2 separate regions of the Sus scrofa genome follow, and region 1 is linked to region 2. Evidence: chromatin contacts called from public HiChIP or PLAC-seq data. All regions are on one chromosome and are shown on one strand. Each heading gives the region's core, a stretch centred on a gene start, on an enhancer-like site or on the middle of the called end of the contact. The rest is flanking DNA. Distances are from core to core; before and after follow the strand shown.

Evidence for each region. HiChIP or PLAC-seq counts read pairs in DNA pulled down with a chosen protein or histone mark.
Region 1: an H3K27ac HiChIP or PLAC-seq map of skeletal muscle shows a contact between it and region 2. The contact joins two enhancer-like sites. A contact is called at or near these places in 2 of 2 datasets of contacts at active chromatin or transcription factors (alveolar macrophages and skeletal muscle).

Annotation. Positions count from the first base shown.
Region 1 is chr13:4,171,343-4,176,780 of Sscrofa11.1, forward strand. It overlaps PLCL2 (inactive phospholipase C-like protein 2), which reads left to right. Exons shown (of 7, transcript XM_021069677.1): 6 at 3,796-3,905. Among named protein-coding and RNA genes, the nearest start is that of PLCL2, 180 kb to the left of the region's middle. Within about 2 kb of position 3,484, at least 2 of the 83 cell types and tissues checked have an H3K27ac peak or open chromatin away from gene starts, as enhancers often do. A contact at or near this core is called in skeletal muscle, where this site is marked.
Region 2 is chr13:3,994,911-3,999,844 of Sscrofa11.1, forward strand. The region is part of intron 2 of PLCL2 (inactive phospholipase C-like protein 2); the gene reads left to right. Among named protein-coding and RNA genes, the nearest start is that of PLCL2, 5.1 kb to the left of the region's middle. Within about 2 kb of position 3,236, at least 17 of the 83 cell types and tissues checked have an H3K27ac peak or open chromatin away from gene starts, as enhancers often do. A contact at or near this core is called in skeletal muscle, where this site is marked.

The DNA of each region.
Region 1 (5,438 bases), core at 2,234-4,733, 180 kb after region 2:
CGTGCGGGCTTTGAGGCCTGTAATAGGACAGCATCTTGAGTAGCCTGTGTGTGGTCAGGCAGCTCTATCATGCGGTCTCCCGTGAGCATCACTTCCGTTTCCCTCCCTGACGGATCCCTTTCCCTGTGCCTCTTGGAAACCATTCAGCTATATGGCCTCTTGTCATAGAAGGTTATGGCTCCGCCTCTTCCCTTTGCTACGTTCCAGTCAGGGTGTCCATCTACTGAGCCTCAGTGGTGCTTAAGATTATAGTGCCTCGGGACTCTCAGAAATAGAGACGTTCGGAATAGTAACAGTTGGTATCCTGAAATCCTGATCATGTTTTAAAACTTAAGACCCTCAGAGTCTTATTGCCACCTCACTTGGCCACATTCTAGGAAGTGGGTCTGAGTCATCACAGCACATGCCAGGGAGTCTCTCAGATGTGGCCAGGGGAAAATGTGTGTGTGTGTGTGTGTTTTACTCTAGGAGAAATCCTGTGTTTTAGGACATACTTGCCACCTACTCATGGTTATTATTATTTTTTTTTTTCAATATGCTAAGCCAAGCACATCCAGGAAAGGTCAGATCTAAATGTGGAGGTGTGACCCCCCCATGTGAGCCAGGCCACCAGCAGTGGGCTGGAGTGGTTTAGTGAACAGGTTGGGGTGTTGACAAAGAGAGCCTGAAGAAAAGGAGAATGGTCAGTGTGGCAGTTTCCCAGACAATGTAATGCATTTTACTAATTACTGTTCTTTTTTGAAGCTGGTGAGGTTCTTAAGCCTAAGAAGCATGACAGGAATTAGGACTATATAATTCCTATTAGGAGGGGAGAAAATAGAGAAGGAAGACTGAATTGGCAGCTTATTATGTTTATCATTTGTATCAGCCTTGCTCACTGTTTAAAGACACTAAGGACTGAAGTTACTGTAAGTCACTGTGTAAAGAGCTGCTTTGAAATGGTGTTGTAGGACTTTCCATTGTGGCTCAGGGGGTTAAGAACCTGATGTAATGTCCATGAGAATGTGGGTTCGATCCCTGGCCTAACTCAGTGGGTTAAGGATCTGGCATTGCCACAAGCTATGGCACAGGTCACAAATACAGCTTGGATCTGGTGTTGCTGTGGCTGTGGTGTAAGACAGCTGCTGTAGCTCTGATTCAACCTTTAATCTGGGAACTCTCATATGCTGCTGGTGCTATCCTGAAAAAAAAAAGAAAAAAAAAAAGAGAAAGAAATGGTGTTGCATAGAAAGGGAGTTAGAAATTGGGATGTCCAACTGAACAGTAAAAATGTTCAAAAGAATACAGGAAGTGTCTTGCAAAAATAACAGCTGCTCCCACATTATTTGTAATAGCAAAAGATTGGAGATGGCGTCCATTGGTTGGTACTGTTTAAATAAATGCCGGCCCATCCATACAATGTGGGAGCCTGTGTTGCTGTTAGAAAAAGAGTGAGAAAGAGCTCGATACACTGGCAGAGCGTGATCTCCACTGTGTAGTTACCTGAGGGAAAAACCATGGCAAGACAGTGCACGCAATATGCTGCTTTTGTGCAAGAAAGGGAGGATTATAGACACACAGACCCATTTGCTTCGATTTTCAAGAAGGAACAAGACAATAAAAGATAAATGAAAAACTAATAAAAATGTATAGCGAGAGGGAAGGGTCAGGGTGGAGGAGACCAGGAAGAAAGTAAGAATTACTTGGATACACCCTGATATGTGGTTTGACTTTGGAATCATAAAATGAATTATTTCCAAAGAAGCAAAAACAATTCCCACCCTATATACACAAATGGAAAAAAAAAAAAAAAAAAAAAAAAGGAAACGAATGAACTCATATTTAGTGACAAAACTGCATAAGAAAGTATTCTTTTTTTTTTTTTTTTTCCTTTTTCTTTTTAAGTTTGCACCCACGGCATATGAAAGTTCCCAGGCTAGGGGTCTAATCGGAGCTGCAGCCGCTGGTCTACACCACAGCCACAGCAACGCCAGATCCAAGCCTCGTCTGCTATCTACACCACAGCTCACGGAAACCCTGGATCCTTAACCCACTGAGCGAGGCCAGGGATCAAACCCGAAACCTCATGGTTCCTAGTTGGATTCATTTCTGCTGCACACAACTGGAACTCCCAGAAAGTAATTATTCTAACTGAACTTAGAACACAATATTTTTACGGTATGTTCTCAATGAGACATACTCTAAGGACAAAAATATTGCAAAATTTAAATTGTATTTAGCAGTTATGTTGATGTGGTTAAGAATTGTTTACCTAAGAGAAAAGAAATAAGCATAATTTTTTTAATTATGTAAAATTCCTGTATACTTAAAGTTGAATGGAAAGTACTAGCAAGATCTTACTCTTCCCTTAAAAAAAAAATGTACCTCGAATTTGTTCAATGAAAAGGCTTAGGGAGGAGTTCCTGTCGTGGTGCAGCAGAAACGGATCTGATTAGGAACCATGAGGTTGCAGATTCTGCTCGGATCTGACGTTGCTGTGGCTATGGTGTAGGCCAGCAACTGTAGCTCCAATTATATTCCTAGCCTGGGAACCACCATATGCCACGGATATGGCCCTAAAAAGCATGCACGCGTGTACAGACACACACACACCCACACCCACACCCACACACACACACACACACACAGGCCTAGGGAATTTCTCTTGTGGCTCAGTGGAAACGAATCTGACTAGCATCCATGAGGACAAAGGTTCAATCCCTGACCTCGCTCAATGGGTTAAGGATCCAGCATTGCTGTGAGCTGTGGTGTAGGTCACAGATGCAGCTTGGATCCCACATTGCTGTGGCTGTGGTTTAGACCAGCAGCTACAGCTCCAATTGGACCCCTAGCCTGGAAACCTCCATATGTGGCAGAAGCGGCCCTAAAAAGACACACACACACACACACACACACACACACCCTTAGAAAACAATGAAAACTCAGCAACAATGCACTCCTAGCTCCCAGATTTGGTCTCTAAACACCATTCCCCACTGTAAGAATCCAGGGATCCTTGGAGAAATGCCTGGTTTTAGTCTGAGATGAAAAATGTGCTTAACTCCAGAACCTCTTGTGCCAGAAGGCAAGGGACATATCAGAGGGTAATTGATGATTTCAGAAGGACCTAGAAACCTGTCTGAAGTGTTCAGTTGGCCAGAGATGGGATAATTGACTGCAAATGAATATGTAAAGAATTCATGAGTTGTAATGATATTAAACCAGTAAAAGGACTGTCATACCACTCCTGCATTGAGACTATTTCAAATAACAATGGGGAACATGCATGTATTATGTAAATTATGGAAGAGTCATAAATGCAGAATTAGAGTTCTTGGGCCTTCTCCCCATCCCCTCTTTTCTGCAGTAGACTTGGTATCTGACCTCAGGACTGGAAATACAGTGCTTTGCACTCTTTTTACCCCCAGTTGCCAACATCGTGTTCTCAGCAGAGCCGAAATCTGACTCTGAAATTCTAGTCCAGCTGTTCCTCCTGCTCCTTTCACAGCCTTAATCTCGTAATGCAGCTAAGTCTCAGATTCCCCATCTCTGACCTAAGGATGAGAACAGTCACCTGTGCCCTGTCTGCCCCTCAAAACCAGGAGGAACGGTCACTCACTTCTGCTGTGTCTTCCACCTCCCCAGTGCCATGAATTTGCAGTGTTTCCCCATAGTTACATCCTGAAATAGGCACTTTATGAAATCCCAGTGGAGATTGGGATCGTTTTAGCTGGCGTCTAGAAAACTAAATATTGCTGGTTCATTACCGCAGATTGGTTGGGGAAGTAATATCCTTTGTCTTTTTGTTTTTTTCAGCCATGGAATTCCACGAACACTTGCACAGCATAGGCACCAAGGAAGGCTTGAAGGAACGCAAACTGCAAAAAGCAGTGGAGAGCTTTACCTGGAATATTACCATCTTAAAGGTATTTTCCACATTGTTTCTGATGCTAGTGACTTTGCAGCCTGTGAGTATACCATTGCTGCATGGACATCATCAGCCCCTCGCGGCTGCAGTGTGATCACAGGAGTCCAGTGGGAGCCTTACTTCCTGGAGAATCCGCAGGCACAGTAGCTGGGCAGTGGGGCTCAGAGGGAGGACAGGGAGACTTAAGTGATTGGCATGTTGTGGATTCTGCCAAGAAGGGAAAGGACCCTGCATTTCACCCTTGAAGCACTGTCAAGTTCACAAATGCCAGTTGCTACATGTGAAATAGAAAACATTGATTACTGAGGAATGACTGGGAATTTGAAGATTCTAGTTACTCAGATTTCATTCAACACTTTAAAGTATCATCAGAGCCTTAATATTAATATGATCCCAGAAAAAATTAGGAAAGAATTGTAGGTGAGCATAATCAAAAGAAATATGTAAAGGAATTGCCGTTTGAAAGAAATTTTCCTTCAAGGGAAAAGCCATCTCTGTGTATCTCCTTCTTTCTTTCTTTTCCTTTCTCTCAGTCGGTCTTTCTCCCTCCCTCCATCCTTCTCTCCTTTCCTTCTATCTCAGCATGACCATTTAAGAAATTAAATTTTATTTTTATTTTAAAAGTACCATATTTTCATTATAAAAAATGTCAAAATAGCATCTCTAAAGGTAAACATAGTCTCACCATCCAGGATCTTTTGCTGTACATTCTTCCAGTCTTTTTCTCTATGGTATATGTATTATGACATGATTTATTTATTTATTTATTTATTTTTGCCTTTTCTAGGGCTGCTCCCGCAGCATATGGAGGTTCCCAGGCTAGGGGTCGAATCGGAGCTGTAGCCGCCGGCCTACACCAGAAACACAGCAATGCCAGATCCGAGCTGCATCTGCCACCTACATCACAGCTCATGGCAACACTGGATCGTTAACCCATTGAGCAAGGCCAGGGATTGAACCTGCAACCTCATGGTTCCTAGTTGGATTCATTTCTGCTGCACCATGATGGGAACTCCATTTTTTTTTTTTTTTTTTTATGGTGACTCCTGCAGCATATGGAAGTTCCTGGGCCTCGGATTGATTCTGAGCCACAGCTGTGACCTATGCCATAGCTGCAGCAACGCTGGATCATTTAACCCACTGGGTCTGGCCTGGGGATCAAACCTGCGCCTCTGCAATGACCCAAGCTGCTGCAGTTGGATCCTTAACCTGCTGCACTACAGTGGGAACTCCTATTATGACATGATTTTTAAAATAATGTTATGTATATGCCTTGAAACTTTCTTGCATTTTGCCTCAATGATCTTTACTTTCCTTCATCTTAGGCTTGGATAATAATAACAGAAACATTATTTCATTCTGGACCTTGCACAACTCAATGTAATATTACTCTCTGGTTCACCCTCCACACTTTCTTCTTGGTTGACTTTGAAACAGTAATGACATTATCACAGCTGCCTCTTGTAATTTCCCTGTTCCCCCTCAACTTAAAGGATCCCATCCTGCAGCTGTTAACAGTTTTCTGACTTAA
Region 2 (4,934 bases), core at 1,986-4,485:
GCATTCATGGGAGATTAGGAAGAAGTATGGTTTGCCAGCATTTCTGATATGTGTAATTGAGAACTTGTTGGTAGATAGCATTTCTTCACTGAACATTCTAGAAGCACATGGGGAAATGATTAATTGTTAAGAAATCCCTGTTTTTTTTGTTTTTGTTTTTTGTGGGTTTTTTTTGCTTTGCTTTTTAGGGCCATACGGAGGTTTCCAGGCTAGGGGTCAAATTGGAGCTATAGCTGCCAGCCTACACCACAGGCACAGCCACACCAGATCTGAGCGGCATCTTCAACCTATATACACCACAGCTCACGGCAACACTGGATCCTTAACCCACTGAGCAAGGTCAGGGATTGAACATGCGGATTCTTTTCCGCTGCGCCACAAGGGGAACTCCAGAAATTCCTGGAATTTTAAAACTTTCCCAGATACCGTTGTCATTTTTCTTCTTCTAACGAAGGCAGTTCTGATTCCTTGTCCGCAGTCGTATTCCTGGACAGACATTGTAAAGGTTCAGTAGAGTGCTTCCTGAATGAATAGAGAAATGGTGAGAAAGTTCCTGCTCTCTCTAGGTTATCTTAATTTCTCAAGTGGTTGTTTGGGGTTTATCAGTCTTGTATCTTGTTTATTGTCTTATACTCCTAAGATGACTGGACTCCTTTTTCTTGCCTGTTTTCAATTTGCATTTTCTTAAACAGCCTTTAAAACTATGGAAACAGTGTTGAAAGTTGATCAAGCCTGGAATCTTGGGAAGGCATATGCTATATTTAAATAGGTAATTACTCGGTACTTACTCCCTTTCAGTTGTCGCCTTGAAGGATCAAGATTTTAGAAATTTAGTGTGGCATTTTCTAAAGACATGACAGCGTCAAGCTAATAGCCTAATAGAATAAAGACATCTTTTTCTTTAATATCACATTTCATAAAACAGCGAATAGCGCACAGATATTTTTATCACATGAATGGCAGAATTGCATTTCATTTCTGTTAAAAAATAATAAACAGCTTAACAGGAGCCCACGTGAAAACAATGCTGACATCTTTCTTTGGTTTCCTTGTGTTCTTTGTGAGTAAAGGGGTAAATGCAGTCAAGTGATGGAAGAGTGGAGGCGGGAGGAGATTAGTGAGTAAGGTGGTAATTGAGGGCTTGAGGGAATGTCAGGAAGAGAGGGAGCTCGCTAAGAAACAGAGGCCAGTGTTTCTGGGGTCATTAGTTGAAATGTTGGCTCTGCCTGTTTCCCAGCTTCCATCTTCATTAAGTCTTGACCTTTCTCTTCCTTGGGGATCCCCAAATCCGGGAGAGAAGCAACAGCCAAAATGGGCTAAAGAGTGTGTGAGGAGGGGGAATACTGCTGAGGTGCATGGCACATGTAGAAATCCACTGTAGGTTGACCAGAATTATATTCCTTATTTAAAATTATTTCTTTGGAACTCCATCTGTTTTGTAAATATGGTGTTGAGTAAGAAATTGTTGTAAAACTACATTTTCTGCCAAGCTAGATGCACAGATCCATACTAAAAGAGCTCCTTGGTTATGGTAACAAGTGTCGATGGAAATTCAGAGTGAGCAGCCTTGTAGGACTTTTTAAAGTACCTTGTGAAGATAAGTGAATCATGAAACTCATCATCAGAATTTTTTGCTTTTCCTTAGCTTGTTGAAAATAATGTTACTCTCTGAGATTATTTGCAAAGGCCTTTTACTAGATTTTTTAGGGGAGAAGCTGTTGTATCTGTCATCTTAAGTAATCTAGTAAATGAAAACATCACTTTCATTTTCTCTTTCCATATTTCATTTCATCACACTATTCAATACAACCCACACTTTATTTTGAAACAGTTAATGTGGTTAATTGTTCAAATGGCGTTCATTTTCTACAAGCAGCTCAATCCTTTAATTCAAAAGCTTGGTCTAAATATATGAAGTAGCATTTTAAGCCTTCAATTTCTTTGTAATTTTTTGAAATAAGCAAAGTTAAAATGACTTAGTTTTGATGGTTTACTTTATTCAAAACTAATTAAATATTTTGGTTCATACTTTAGAAGCTGTTGTATAATTTGCTAAAGTAAAAGTCACCCTTGTTGGTGTCTAGTTTTATGGAATTTGCCAAATGCACATAGTTGTGTGATTACCGTCACAACCAAGATCCAGAACAGTTCTACCACCTCAAAAAATTCTCCTAGCCCCTTTGTAGCCTTCCCTGCCTCCTATCCCCAGACCATGGCAACTATTGATCTTGGATATTTTAAAAAATAAGTTGGAAATATAGCCATTGTACTGTCTTGGTATTTAAAAGTAATAACAGCAGCCACTGTTTCTTAGGCATTTAGTAGGTGCAAAACACATACAATGTGTTGAACATGGTTCTGTGACTTGGTCCTACACCAACCATTTGCACTGAAGAAAACCAGAGTTCAAAGAGGTTAACCGGGTTGCCCAGGGTGCTGGAGCTGGTGGTTGTACCCCACTTGGGTATGGCTGCACTCCCCTGCGACCCCCTTACACCAGCAGTAATTTTTTTGTGTAATTAAGGTAGCACTGGTGGTTTAGAATACCAGATTTGATTTTCCCCTTTAAATGTAGGTGATACGGAAGGGGAAAAAGGCATCTCAATTTCTCCTGGCAGAATAAGTTGACGGATAATATAGCCAGGCAGCTGTTTAGTCACCTGTTACGGCTGCTTGACTAAAGCTTCCAGCTTCACAGGGACCAAAGGTTTGACCTTGCCCAAGGTGGCAGCAGTTAGTTTTCTTAATAGCACTATCGTCCTTGTTATAGTATCACAGTGCGTAGGAGAAACACCTTTACTAACTTTACGGCAACGCAGATCCTTGTGTCTTGATGCTGAGCACCCCAGCGTAGGGAGCAAGGAAGATTTTCATATCTATTATGCATATTTAAATAAAATAATTAAAATGTACATGTGGATATTACGGTTTAAATAAACTAGACTCTTTGCAGGCCAAAGCTGGCTGTATTTATCAGTTCTGCACAGAAAGTAAGCACTTGGTAACCATTTTCTGAATTTTATCTTAGGAATAATACCTGCATTTGACTTCAGACTTTTTTTAGAATGAGTAGGGGGTGGGGAGGAGACAACTGCAGGCCCTGCAAACTTGTGGGCGTGTCATGAATATTCAACAGACAGTAACCGCATCACAAAGTGAATTTGTCTGCACAGACCAGCAGCCTGGATCATTTAGGTCAGAAAAATCTGATGGCCAATCAGCAACTCCCCACGTTGTAGGATGCCTTTGAGGCCACACTAGATAACTGCTGAAAGGCGGGTGCAGGGCCTCCGGTCTCAGATACTCACAGAGCTTTTGCCACAATTCAGAGTTCAGTTGCAAAATCATCCGGAGTGTTTGTTCATTCTCATCACCTAAAAGTTGCCTGCCCCTTTTGCTTCTTCCCTTGCTTGTCTTCCTATCTCCCCTCCAAACAGTTATGCTTGACTTGTGGTGGTGTTTTTCACCAGGTCCTAGTCGGCAACTGACAGGAAATTGTTTATTTTTTTTAATTTGCTGATCTTGGCCTCTCAAGTTATTTTCTTAGAGTGCTCTCTCCCATAATCTGTTCAGTTCCTTTTATAGTTCTGTGTGCGCTGCAAGGGGTCTAAATGAGACTGTTCTTTTTTTCTTTTGCTTTTGCTTTTTTTAATGCTTAAGTTCCCCATGCCTTAGTATTCAGCAAAATAGGGCAGTGCAGTCTAAATGCAGGTATAGATGAGGTATGAACATTCACATTTTCTCTTCAGACACTATTTTATACATGTGTGTCCAAGAATAGATGCTGTGTTCCTTATCAGTACTAAATTTTGGCTGTTGTTACTTGCTCCCCTCCCAGATCTCTGGATTAGTTTAGTTACTTTTTATTTTATATCAGTGGAATCTGTAGTACAGGGGATATTCAAATATTTTTACCACTGGGCCACAGGGTCTAAAACCATACAAGCTGCCTGGCCAACGTTTTCTGCTGATGTTAATGGTAAATTGAGAGGGTTATATATACCGGGCGTGGTTGTTAGTAGTGACTCAGATAAGTCCCCCCTCCCCCCGCCCCCGGGGAGGGTGTTCAGTAGTACCTATTTTTCTTGTGTCAGAATAATTCCATAGCTTTAGGGGTCTCAGAGTATATAATTACCTATATTGAACTTTAGTGACAGTTGTGTGAGTAGGCCAGTCTGCTGGCAGAATGCTTGGCACTGACCTGTTTTCAAGGGCCAGAGGAGGGCAGGTGGCAGGTCCTGCCGGCCTCTAGTGCTTGGTCACATGGCAGAGGAAATTAGGTGAAATGTTCTAGCTAATAATTGCAGCTGGGCTATGCAGGCAGACCGACTTCTATTGGGCTTCACTTTCTTGTGCTTCGCAGATGGTGTGTTTTTAATAAGTTGAAGGTTCGTGGCAACCTTGTGTTGAACCAATCTATTGGTGTCATTTTTCCAGCATCATTTGCTCACTTGATGTCTCTGTGTCGTATTTTGGTAATTCTCACACTATTTCAAAAATATGTCATGTTTGTGATGGTGATCTGTGATCACTGATCTTCGATGTTAACTATCGTTATCGTTTTGGGGCACCCCAAATTGTTCCCGTATCAGATGGTGGTGAACTTAATCCATAAATGTTATGTGTGTCTTGACTGCTCTTTCACGTTCCTGGGTCTCCCTATTCCCTGAGACCCAACAGTATTGAAATTAGGCCAATTAATAGCCATAGTCCTATAATGACCTATGAGTGCTCGAGTGAAAGGAAGAGTCAAACACCTCTCACTTTAAATTAAAAGCTAGAAATGGTTAAGCTTAGTGAGGAAGGTATGTCAAAAGCCAAGATAGATCTCTTGTGCTAAACAATTAGCTAACTTTTTTTTTTTTTTTTTTGGTCTTTTGTCTTTTTGTTGTTGTTGTTGTTGTTGTTGTTGTTGTTGCTATTTCTTGGGCCGC